Regions from separate parts of the Mus musculus genome. Here region 2 is linked to region 1. A link is a contact called in public HiCAR-type data. All regions are on one chromosome and are shown on one strand. Each heading gives the region's core, a stretch centred on a gene start, on an enhancer-like site or on the middle of the called end of the contact. The rest is flanking DNA. Distances are from core to core; before and after follow the strand shown.

Region 1 (5,396 bases), core at 1,761-4,260:
TAGAAATGCAAATGGCCATATATGTACTTGGAAAATGTACAACACAGAAGCTGAATAATGCAAGTGAAAGATATGGTCAGGAGACAGCTCTGTTTCTTTTAAAATAATCTTTGAATGTTTATTTTGTGGACTAACTTTTTTCCTACTCTTGAATTAAAAAAAAACCCAACACATCAGATCGTTCCTATAGCCTTGTTTCTTAAGCTTGAGTAGTACAGGGAGTATAGAGTTAGTGACAATTCCCATCTCCAGTTACAAACTCCATGCAAGACGCAAGACTCCTAGATTGGGTTAAAGTTGAAGTCATCTTCATGACCTCAGCTTCTGCATAAAAGGAGTGTATGGGACCTTTCTCTAGAACATCTTCCTCCTTGATACCAGTAGCCTGTGACACAGCCTCTAATCCAGTAGTTCTCAGCCTTTGGGTGAGACCCCTTTGCAGGTCACACATCAAATATCTTGCATATTAGATATTTATATTACAATTGATAGCTTAGTAAAATTACACATAAAGTAGCATGAGATGATGTTATGGTTGGGGTTTAACACAACACGAGGAACTGTATTAGAAGATTATGGCATTTCGGAGCTGGCCAACTTCTTGTCTTTTCTTAGAAATATTTGTGCAGGCACTTGCTCACTATTTAACTCACTTATTTGCTTTCTTGCAGTTTAACTGACACAACTGGGCCAATTCAGCTACTCTCTGGACTTGATGGAGGTTTGAAGCACATATTTAATTCATGTTGTTTCTGTGGATTTTGGAAGGTGCTCCTCATCCTGTCACTGTTATAGTTATTGATAGGTCTTCATGCTTTGCAAAACCTGCCACAGAGATGTTCAACATCTTCAACATCTATATGCTCAGTGGAAGCATCATGATTTATTGAGCTTTTGAGGTTCCATTTATTTGCTTGCTTGTCTTCTTTGGTGATTCAGCTAGTGATGATTGGACTGACTTTTATTATTAGGGAATGTGACTTTTTCCTGTTAGATTTAACACCTGTTTGTATGCTAGAGATAAAAACGTACATTCATTACATATGCAAGAAGTCCATTTTCCCCTTAGGCTTCTGTGGAGAAGGTTAATTAACAATAAATGTGATATCTAGATATTAATTATAGATTATGTGTGTGAACATGCACATATACAGATAATATGCATCAGCACCACATGCATTGTAATTTGCTTTTCTGTATTAAACATGACTAAAATTTACTGTTGTTTTATATTATATAGGTACAGCTAATCCTCTATAACAACTGTAGCCTGTCCTATGAATGAAGATATATATATATATATATATATATATATATATATATATATATATATATATATTTGTTTGACTATATTTCATCATTTTTGGCTATATGTACAATGACCCAATAAAGGTTTTTCCTTCACACATATTTGGAGTCTGTGGAAAATAGCACAGTTTGAATTTTATAATATTGCCACATTTTCATACATAAAACTCTTCTCTCAAGAATGATAGAATTTTCCCTCCTTTGGGTTTTGCTAGTCTGGCTTGAGAGAGATGTGTTAAAGCCCAATGTTTTCATTATCTTTCTGTAACTGTTTTATTATATTTCAAACAATTTTAATATTATATATCTTTACTATAAAATATTTCAATGGATTGTTATTTTTCACTAGGCAAATGACTTTACATTTACTATCTTTCATTTGATCAATATTATAACTGCTAATTTAGTTTTCTTCTTGTATTATATTTGCCTAGCACACGTTGGTCCACCATTTCATACGTTTAGTTATTTAATTAGTTTTTGAGTCCAGGTCTCGCTATGTAACCCAGCCTGGCCTAAAACTCTCCAATTAGACCAGGCTAGCCTCAGACTCACAGACATCTGCCTGCCTCTGCCTCTGCCTCTGGAGAGCTAGAATTAAAGGTGTGTGCTACCACACCTAGCTTGCCATCATCTGTTTAAACTGACTTACTTTGTTTTACTTAAAAACCAACTAAAATACTTGTTCTTTTGGTAGACTAATGTAAATTTTTTTTATTCTTAATTGAATTTTATGTGACTGTGAATTTTGTCTGCATGTGTGTCTGTGCACCTCATGCATACCAGGTGCCAGAGGAGGGCATCAGGCTCCTTGGAACTAGAAGTAGAGTTAGAAATGGTTGTGAACCTCTATATGTGTATGGGGAATCAAGCCCAGGTCCTCTGAAAGAGAAGCCAGTGTTCTTGTCACTGAGCCATCTCTGAAGCCCCTTTCATCCATCCTTTTTCTTACATCCACTATTCTTTTCCTCACACACCCCTCCCTCCCTTCCTTTCCTCCTCTGTCTTCCTCTATTTTCTACTATTTGTTTCATGAGTAAGTTTTCTTTAACAACTACAACAGTATTTGATAAGTAATAAAACTTTTTATCATTCAAACTTACCTCCTCAAATGAAGGCTCAACTGTTTAATTCCTTAAACTATGACCTCAGAAATTAAGCAGTGACTAATACAATCTGCCACCAATGATGAAGAACTAGTTTATTTTCAGCCTTTAGTCTTCTAATATCTTAATGAATAAAATCTATTCTGTGCCACTAATTAGCATTTTTAAAGTAAACTGTAGCGCTCATGTTTTATTTAAAACATTTTGATTCAATCATTTTGGAACTTAGAGGGAAGGTAGAGAAAGCAGTTGTCTTGGGTTATTCAACAGAAAACTGTCTTTTCGCAGCTTTCTCTTATAAGTGTAAATTTGTTTAATATAACCAAGCTTAGATTCCCATATTGTTTCTGGTTTTCTTTAGTGTTTGCCCACTTGTCTGGGTGAGGTGACCACACAGGTGACAGGAAACTGGGGAACTGCACGCTGAGCTCCAGGCTTTCTGTCGGTCAACCCCTCAAGCATTCATCCATAGCTTTCCTCTCTTCCTTTCACTGGCTGTTAATCCTGCTGCTGAACAACTGGGGGTCTCTGACATGTGGAGAATTGAGGTCAGATTAGGGATGGAACCTTCTACTACAGTGCCACACTGAAATCCCAAGAAACCTTAAAAGGCAAACAGGCTTTCTCGGTTCTCTTTGAGCTTGCTTCTATTTCTAGCCCTCATGCATACACAGGGAATCTTTAATGAGGTTACTTGGACTTGATCCAGTGCTCTAAAGCTGCCAAGTTTCTTGAGAAAAGCAACCTTAGTTATATCCATAGGGTCATTTCCTAGCTCCAAGCTCCATTGATTCCATTCAAATGAGAGGGACTCTGCAGTGTGTGTGTGTCTTTTACTTCTTTCTGTGTTTCTGTCTGCTCACTGCCAGCTTCACCTTCACTCTTTTCGGTCTATGTATGAAAAGAAAGGAGCAGTTTTGAAGACCTTCCTGGAAAGTAAAGTATTTCAGTCTGTCATTGCTTCTTATGTCTGCTTTCAGATTCAAATACAGTCTGTGTTTAATGGACATACAGGTTAAACCTTAAAATTTTGAGAGCTTAAAAAAATATATACAGAAATTACTATTTTAATTGTAAAGAAGGATATAGCTCCTTTTTAAAAAAATAAGAATTTCCCTGGAGATTTTGTGGAGGTGCTCAATGGGTAAAATCACACATGCTCAAACATGCAGATCTGGCCCCAGCTACTCATAAAAGTGGCCTATGTCTATAGTGTGCTTGTAGCACCAGCACTGTGGGTGGAGATGGGATCCCAAAAGTTCACTGGCCAGCCAGCTTAGCTCAAACTGCACATTTCTGTTTCTGTGAGAAACCCTGTCTCAGGACAATAAGGCATAGTGGTATAGAGGAAGAAACCCAACACAGAGCTCTGGCATCCACATGCACACCCAAGGAACACAACCAGTCTCTATACACTCTGCATATACAGTACACACACACACACACACACACACACACACACACACACACGTACCTATGCACAAAAAAATCAGGTCTGTATGCCCTTGTGTCTAACACCAGTCTCAGAGACCTCATGAGACAGTCTCTAACCAAACAAAGCGAACAGAAGAACAACAGATTCTTTCCTTTGTTTGCACTGGTCTCTCTCTCCCCTCTCACACCTCTTTCTTCCTGTGACATGGTTTTTAATGTGACATTTAAAGATTCATGAACAAGTTGATGGGATGGCTCAGTGGGTAAAGGTGGTGACTGCCAACCCTGATAGTCTGAGTTCCACCCCTGGGATCCACATGGAGGGAGGAGAACCAGGTCTTACAAGTTGTCCTCCGACCCCCAGACATGGCAATGCAATTTTACTCCCACGTCAATTTTAAAACAAATATTAAATTTAGCTAGCATTCCTAGTACATTCAAATGTAATGGTTAATGCCCTTTCTTTTCCCTCAAATCCTAAACGACCTGTGGTGGTTTGAATGAAAATGACCCCCAATAGGACCATAGTGAGTGACCACACTGGGAGCTGTGGCCTTGTTGGAGGAAGAGTGTCACTGGGGATGGGCTTTGAGGTTTTACAAACCCACGTCAGGCTCTCTTCCTGCTGATCCAGATGTAGAACTCTTGGCATCTGCATGGGTGCTGCCATGCTTCCTGCCATGACAATGATGGACTAAGCCTCTGGACCTGTAAGCCTGCCTCAATTAAATATATATCTTATCGTGATCATGGTGTCTCTTTACAGCACTAGAAATCTTAACGAAGACATGACCTCACTCTTCCTTCATGACCACTGCTGGTTTTTTCAGTGAGACTCCTCATCAACTGTGGTCTCAAGTCATGCCTCCCATTACTCTCAGGGCACTGACTCCATAACTATTCTGGTCTTTCCCGACATTCAGTCTAGTTTCTCTCTAGACCTTGGTAGGCTTTCAGATCTAGTGCTTTCTTTCCACTGTACTTCATTATTTCTGATACAGAGTAATGAGTTTTCATGTCTTTATTGTACTTTTACCTCCAGTTCCTTATATCTGAAGAGTGATGCTGTTTATCTCACCACTGAAAACTCATGCATTGTTGACCAGGGGCCAGAGACAGAAAACAATTTGAGCTCTTGTTCATTAAAAGAATGATTCTTTTTTTCGGAGCTCTGGCTTCTACTTTGCAAAGCAGGTCTCCAACAAGGACCATTTTAAGTGAGAAATGTATTAAAACCATGGTTTAAGTGAGAAATATATTAAAACCATGGTTGTTTTAACTGAAGAGGTAAAGTCTAGCTTTATTGATGAATGGTGGGAAAACTGTTTTTGCTTAAACTATGGAAAATTACAGATATGGACCATTCTGTTCTGTTAAGCTGCATAACTACATGCTATAGAAACTATGCTAAATTTGAAAAAATCTTATTTTGAACTTGAAAATGTATTCTGTCTGGCTACTATTGTTTTATCTGTCATTTTCCAGGCTATGCATTATTATATTTCTTTGCATATGTAATAGGAAGGAAAATTTTTTACTAGTGTAGTC
Region 2 (5,600 bases), core at 2,824-5,323, 570 kb after region 1:
GAATACTCCCTTCCAGGCAGCTAGGACTAGGATCTTAAAGCCTAGACCCACAGGGACACACCTACTCCAACAAGGCCGCACCTCCACTCCCTGGCTCAAGCATATACAAACCATCATAAGAGGAAAGAGAAAATAAATGTGCTGTTACTTAGACAGCTCTGCATTGAACTCTAAACAAGACCTATGTGCCAAGGGAGGACTCTATTTGCCCCTTTGGAGGGAAACGAGGGCACCAGTATAGCAGAATAATAGGAGATGAAGATAGAGAGGTAAGTAGGTGAGCAGCTGTGCTTTGGCCTCTACTGTATCAACATAATAAGGTTGATACAATAGACCTATAAGGTCCAGAACATTGCCTGCGCAAGAGGTGTGAGTGCAATGAATAAAAACAGTAAGAGCCTCTGGGGGAAATGGTTAACATTTTGATAATTGACAATAGTTATTATAATAATCCTGTGAACTGTTAAGGTCTTTTAGTAGAGTTGATACACATAAGCAAGATACTGCATATATGATTTTGTTAATAAAAATGTTTCTTGTACATTTCAAAATTAGGTCTTTATGGGAGTTATGGTTTAAGTGGAAAATTCCCTATGGGTTTGTGTGCTTGAATACTTGGCCCCTGTCTGGTGGCACTGTTATGGGAGCTTATGGAATCTTTGGCATGGAATCATTCCCCCAATAGATCATCTCCAAAGTGACCCAGACAAGCCAAGCAGTGCCTGGTCCTTCAGGCCTGTGTACTGCTAAGAATGCAAGCCCTGGCCACAGGCATCATCAGGTGCTAACATACATTCTTTCCAGGAGAGTTTTTCCTTGGCTTATTCCTGGAGCTGGGTCTGATCATGGTGAACCAGATGTAAAGCAACCTGCTACCCTGCCTTGGTTAGTCGTTGGTTTTGTTTGTTTGTCTGTTTGTCTGTCGGTTGGTTTTGTTGTGTTGTTTTCCCAACCTGACACAAGCTAGAGTTTGTGGGGAAAGCAAAGAACCTCAGTTGAGAAGATGCTCGCACTAGACTGGCCTGCAGGAAAGCCCGTGGAGCATATTTTTGATTAATGGAGGTATATGAGCATCCAGTCCTGGGTTGTATAAGGCAGCAGCCTAAGAAAAACACAACTAGCAAGCCAATAAGCAGTATTCTTCAACGGATTCTACTTCAGTTCCTGCCCTGAGTTCCTGCCCTGGCTTCCTTCAATGATGGACTATGATGTGAAGGTGTAAGATAAACTAAACCCTTTCTTTCCCAAGTTGCTGTTGGTCATGTTTTGGGTTTTTTTTTGGGGGGGGGGGTTCCCTCAACATCCTTCCACCATGTATGGATGAGTAGAAAATGCCCACAGGAGGAATGGACATTTAGCAGCTACTGACGGCTAGAGCTTTGATGATTCCCAATCATCAGAACGATGAGAAAGGAAACACTGATGTTTGTAAATTACTCAGTGGGACGTATTTTATTGCAGCAACAGGAATGGACCAAGACCAATGCAACAGAAGATATAACATCTAATATAGTAAGCGATAACTTCACTTTAACACGTTTATTTTTTTAAAGTTTGTGTGTGTTTGTGTGTGTGCGCTTGCCCACACTCATGTTTGCAAGAGTGCAGGTCCCTGTGGAAGACAGGAGGGGGCTGCTGATGCTGGTTTTTAAGCTACTTCATTGGTTTCTTATACCTCTCCCTCCCTGGCAACCCTTACTCCTTCCAACACCCCAACACTAGGTAGGAGAGAAAGAAGGATAAAGGGGGAAGGAAGCAATGTCTCTTTAGAGCACTTCCTGCTGATTAGGGGCACTGAACTCCTTGGGGGCAAGTCCAATCTTAATAGTCAGGATATCTCTAACTTCTGATCTCTTTTCTCACAGGAACTAGCAGGAGGACTTGTCATGTCCTCTCCTTTAGAGTGCTCGGACACCCCTCTCCTCCCAGGGCTCTGGCATTTATACCCTCTCCAGAGTCCTCAGGATTAAACTCTCCAAAGCTGGCAGAATCACAATCTTGCCAGAGCATACACGAGGCAAATAGTCAGCGGCTGTGGATAATCTGCGGCAGCCCCTACATCCCACACCTGGGGTTGAAACAATGAACAGAACTGGATTTGTAAAGGAAACCAAAACTCTCACTACAGAGGGCCTTGGAGTTCCCTAGAACTGGAATTGCAAACAGTTGGGAGCTGCCTGATGCTGAGTGCGGGTCCTCCAAGCGTACACCTACTTTTAAGTACTGTCTTCCCACTCTCACCAATAATCTCACCAATAATCCTGAAAGCATTCCAATTTCTAACTATTTTGTAAAACTTGTTACTTTTTAGTTTGATTGTGCAAAGCCTAAAGACAGTCCACATACCTGTGTGCGGCTGGTTCTCGTGTGTATCAAGCACGTGCTGACGTCAGGACTCTACGCCAATGCTTTGCTGGAACACCTTTTAACCATTTAGCCTCATGACTTGTTACCTCCCCTGCAGGATTCTGCCAAATATCTTTTTGTTAAGTAATTGTTTATTACACACACACACACACACACACACACCCCACTCCAGTGCACACACCTTTACTCAGTCTTCAGAGCATTTACCACCTTCTGGAATACCATGCACGTGCCTGTTTTCACCATTAGATTGTAAGCTCAACACACCATTCGCTCACTATTCTATCACTACTACCTAAGTACCTGCTAGCATAAGTAGGTGTCTGATAAGTATGCGCTGAATGGATGGATGAGGAAATAGAAGAATTCATGGATGAGGATTGTAGGAAAGATAGTTCCTAGGATGTTGCCAAATAGTATTTGGATGGGAGAAAAGGAATAAAGAATAAATAGTGTGAGGAGATTCTCTAAGTAAGATGTTTATAGGAATTTACTCCCCTAATAGCTCATAGTGAGAGGATGAACACCTGGTACTCAAAACAGGAGTGCCCCCTAATGCCACTCGCTTCAATTCTGAACTCAGGATTGCACAAGATGGTTTAAAAGATGCACTACCAAGGAATAGGGACTCTATCTGTCTCACATTTCCATGAGTTGACTGTTGATGAACATGTTGATGAATAGACTTTTATAAAACACTGGGGAGGGCTGGGGGCTGGAGACATATCTCCATTGATAAAGTATTTGTTGCACAAACATAAGGCCATGAATCGAGATTCCCCAGCACGCACGTTAGAAGATAGGCACAGTGGGCTAGGCAACTGGAATACTGGTGCTCAGGATGCAGAGGCAGATGGATGCTTAGGGCTTGTTGGCCACCTAATACAGTCAATACAGCTTCAGGTTCCGGAGAGATCCTACATCAAAGATGAAAGTACAGCGTGTGTAAGAAAATGGGCAGTATCATCCTCAGGCTTCCTTGTGCAAACGTATTCACAGCGGAGCATTTGTGTGCACATGTGCGGGCACACAAACACAGTTGGAGATTGGAGAACTTGAATCAGAGGTAAGCATTTGGACTCAGTGGAATCAGACGTTAATTTTAATGGAAAAAACAAGCAGAAAGGCCTCTTCTCCTTCAACTGGCTCCCCCCGAAAAATGTCCTCTCAAGGACACCTTCCTTATCCTTGGCTCCTTTTAGTATTTTAACTAAAGTAAGTGCATAAAGAGAAGGAAGGAAGAAAGAAAGAAAGAAAGAAAGAGAGAAAGAAAGAAAGAAAGGCTTTCATTCTCCACAACTTCTAAAAATATCTTTATTGGTGCCAAGTAAGACAGGAGATGAAAATATATTTTCATCCTCACAGGTTCATCTTCCATATCCAGGAGAGCTATGGGAACAAATGTAAACTTTACTCTCTGTAGTACCTTGAGGGAGACAGGAGGCTGGGAGTGAGAAGAGACATTCATTCCGATTAAAGTAATGCCTGGATTCCTTCCTTTACCCTTCCATTTTCTCAATAGGCAGACACACACACACACACACACACACACACATACACACACCCTGCAGGAGGTGGATCCCAATCTGCTGTGGGACTTACAGAGACACTGTGACCTAATGAAGTCCCCATGATGGCCAATGTTAACATTATGAGGTCAGGACCCTTCACTAACACCCCTGCCTCTATGAAATGCAGCAGGCCTCAGCTGTCCTCCTGCTAACCTGCTAGAAACAACTCTTACTCCTTGTTCCTCTAGAACAGGGATATAAAAGTCAGAGGAATGAGACCTAGGGCAAAAGTTGAAACAGCAGACACATTATAAGAACTAGAAGCATTTCCACATTGGCAAGTTTGCAGTATTATTTCTGCGCAGAAATAAGAGACTCCCTATGTCTGTATGGATGCCAAGGATGAGAAGCGGTTCAACCTCGCGCTGCAGATCAACAATTTCAAAGCGTCCTTGGTTGAGTTCAATAAACTGGTTGAACAGACAACAGCCCAGAAAAAGGAAGAAAGAGCAGGCATATTTATACCAAAAGAAGGTAAGATGGATGGTTACAGGGAAGTCCATCTGGATTCGTTGATTAGGTCATCGGAGAAAAGCAGTCTTGTTTAAACCCAAGACACTGAATGGGGGACCAGACCTGAGTTCTTTCTTTGTCCCCGACATACTTAGCTAGGCATGAGGAAGCCTTTTGTATTTACCTGTAATATAAAGAGTTGGATTAAATAGCATTAAGAGTTTATATTCCAGACACTATCAGTCACAGGCCCACCTGAGACTCAGTATAGCATAGTGAACACGCAGGAGGCCCTCTGTGTCTCTGTGTTACCCAGCTTAACTAGAACTGGAATAAAATGCAGTCCACTTTGCTTGGGAAAACAATGGGAGTTAGAGAGGAGTCACCTGCCCAAGTCTCTTAAGAGTCAGAAGGGTTCAGATCTTTCCGGAAGTTCTCTGGATCTTGGCTGAGCTCTCTATAAAGCGCTCAACAAAGCTTGAATTTCCCTCCTGTCAGCTTGTTTTACCTCTTGCTACAATTGATTCTCCAAACTCTCACCATGTTTTTAAATTGTTGATGGGGCTTCTGTTTCTCTCAGCCAAGTTTCCTATCCTAGGAGAGAGCCAGGCACAGAGCCTAGAATTCGTTCTCTCTCCCTTTTCCTCTAGCCCAATACTTCCTAAGTCAGCAGCCCTCCTCCCCTCCTCTCCAACACTGTCAATTTGCTGCAACAACCTCAGAAGTCTCTTTTTCCACCAGCTTTGCCCTTTGATTCTAAAAATATACTCTGTCAACTCGTCCTTGACTCTCTTCCCTTAAGATATTCCTCCATGTCTCCTCTCTGCTTCTCTGCTAAATTTCCCTACAGCATCTCTGCCTTTCTCTCATCCACTCCAGGCTGGCTTCCCTCATTTTTGCTGAAAATATATTCAGTATCTAACACTGTTGCCAAATTCAGATAAGTTGTGGTTTTTTTCTTTCTTTCTTTTAGACGGTCTCACTATGTAGCCCAGGCTGGTCTGAAACTTGATATCCTCCACTCCCAGTTTGTCCAGGTGTGCACCACCAAGGCTGACTTTGCTATCACGTTTCAGCCCACGTGACCATTTCACTGCAGGAACACTGGTCTGGTCTCCTCTTCTGCTCTGAGAAGCTCCTCCCTCCATGCTCCTCCCCCTGTGTGTCTTGACAGTCTCTTCTGGTTTTGCTCATTTCTCTTTCTTTCTT

The links. HiCAR-type assays count read pairs that join an accessible place to other places.
Region 2: a contact with region 1 is called in a HiCAR-type map of astrocytes, with 2.8 times the contacts expected there. The contact joins the promoter of Wdr64 here to the enhancer-like site in region 1. A contact is called at or near these places in 2 of 39 promoter capture datasets (both in liver) and 4 of 115 datasets of contacts at active chromatin or transcription factors (astrocytes, embryonic forebrain, embryonic hindbrain and 1 more).

The regions. Positions count from the first base shown.
Region 1 is chr1:175,125,686-175,131,081 of GRCm38.p6, forward strand. All of the region lies in intron 6 of Rgs7 (regulator of G protein signaling 7), which reads right to left. Among named protein-coding and RNA genes, the nearest start is that of Grem2, 210 kb to the left of the region's middle. Within about 2 kb of position 3,011, at least 37 of the 459 cell types and tissues checked have an H3K27ac peak or open chromatin away from gene starts, as enhancers often do. A contact at or near this core is called in astrocytes and forebrain, where this site is marked.
Region 2 is chr1:175,694,520-175,700,119 of GRCm38.p6, forward strand. Wdr64 (WD repeat domain 64) reads left to right here and starts at 4,074. Exons shown (of 28, transcript NM_029453.2): 1 at 4,074-4,412. The coding sequence starts at 4,268. It overlaps Gm39707 (a long non-coding RNA gene), which reads left to right. Exons shown (of 3, transcript XR_865748.2): 2 at 1,462-1,512; 3 at 1,866-2,139.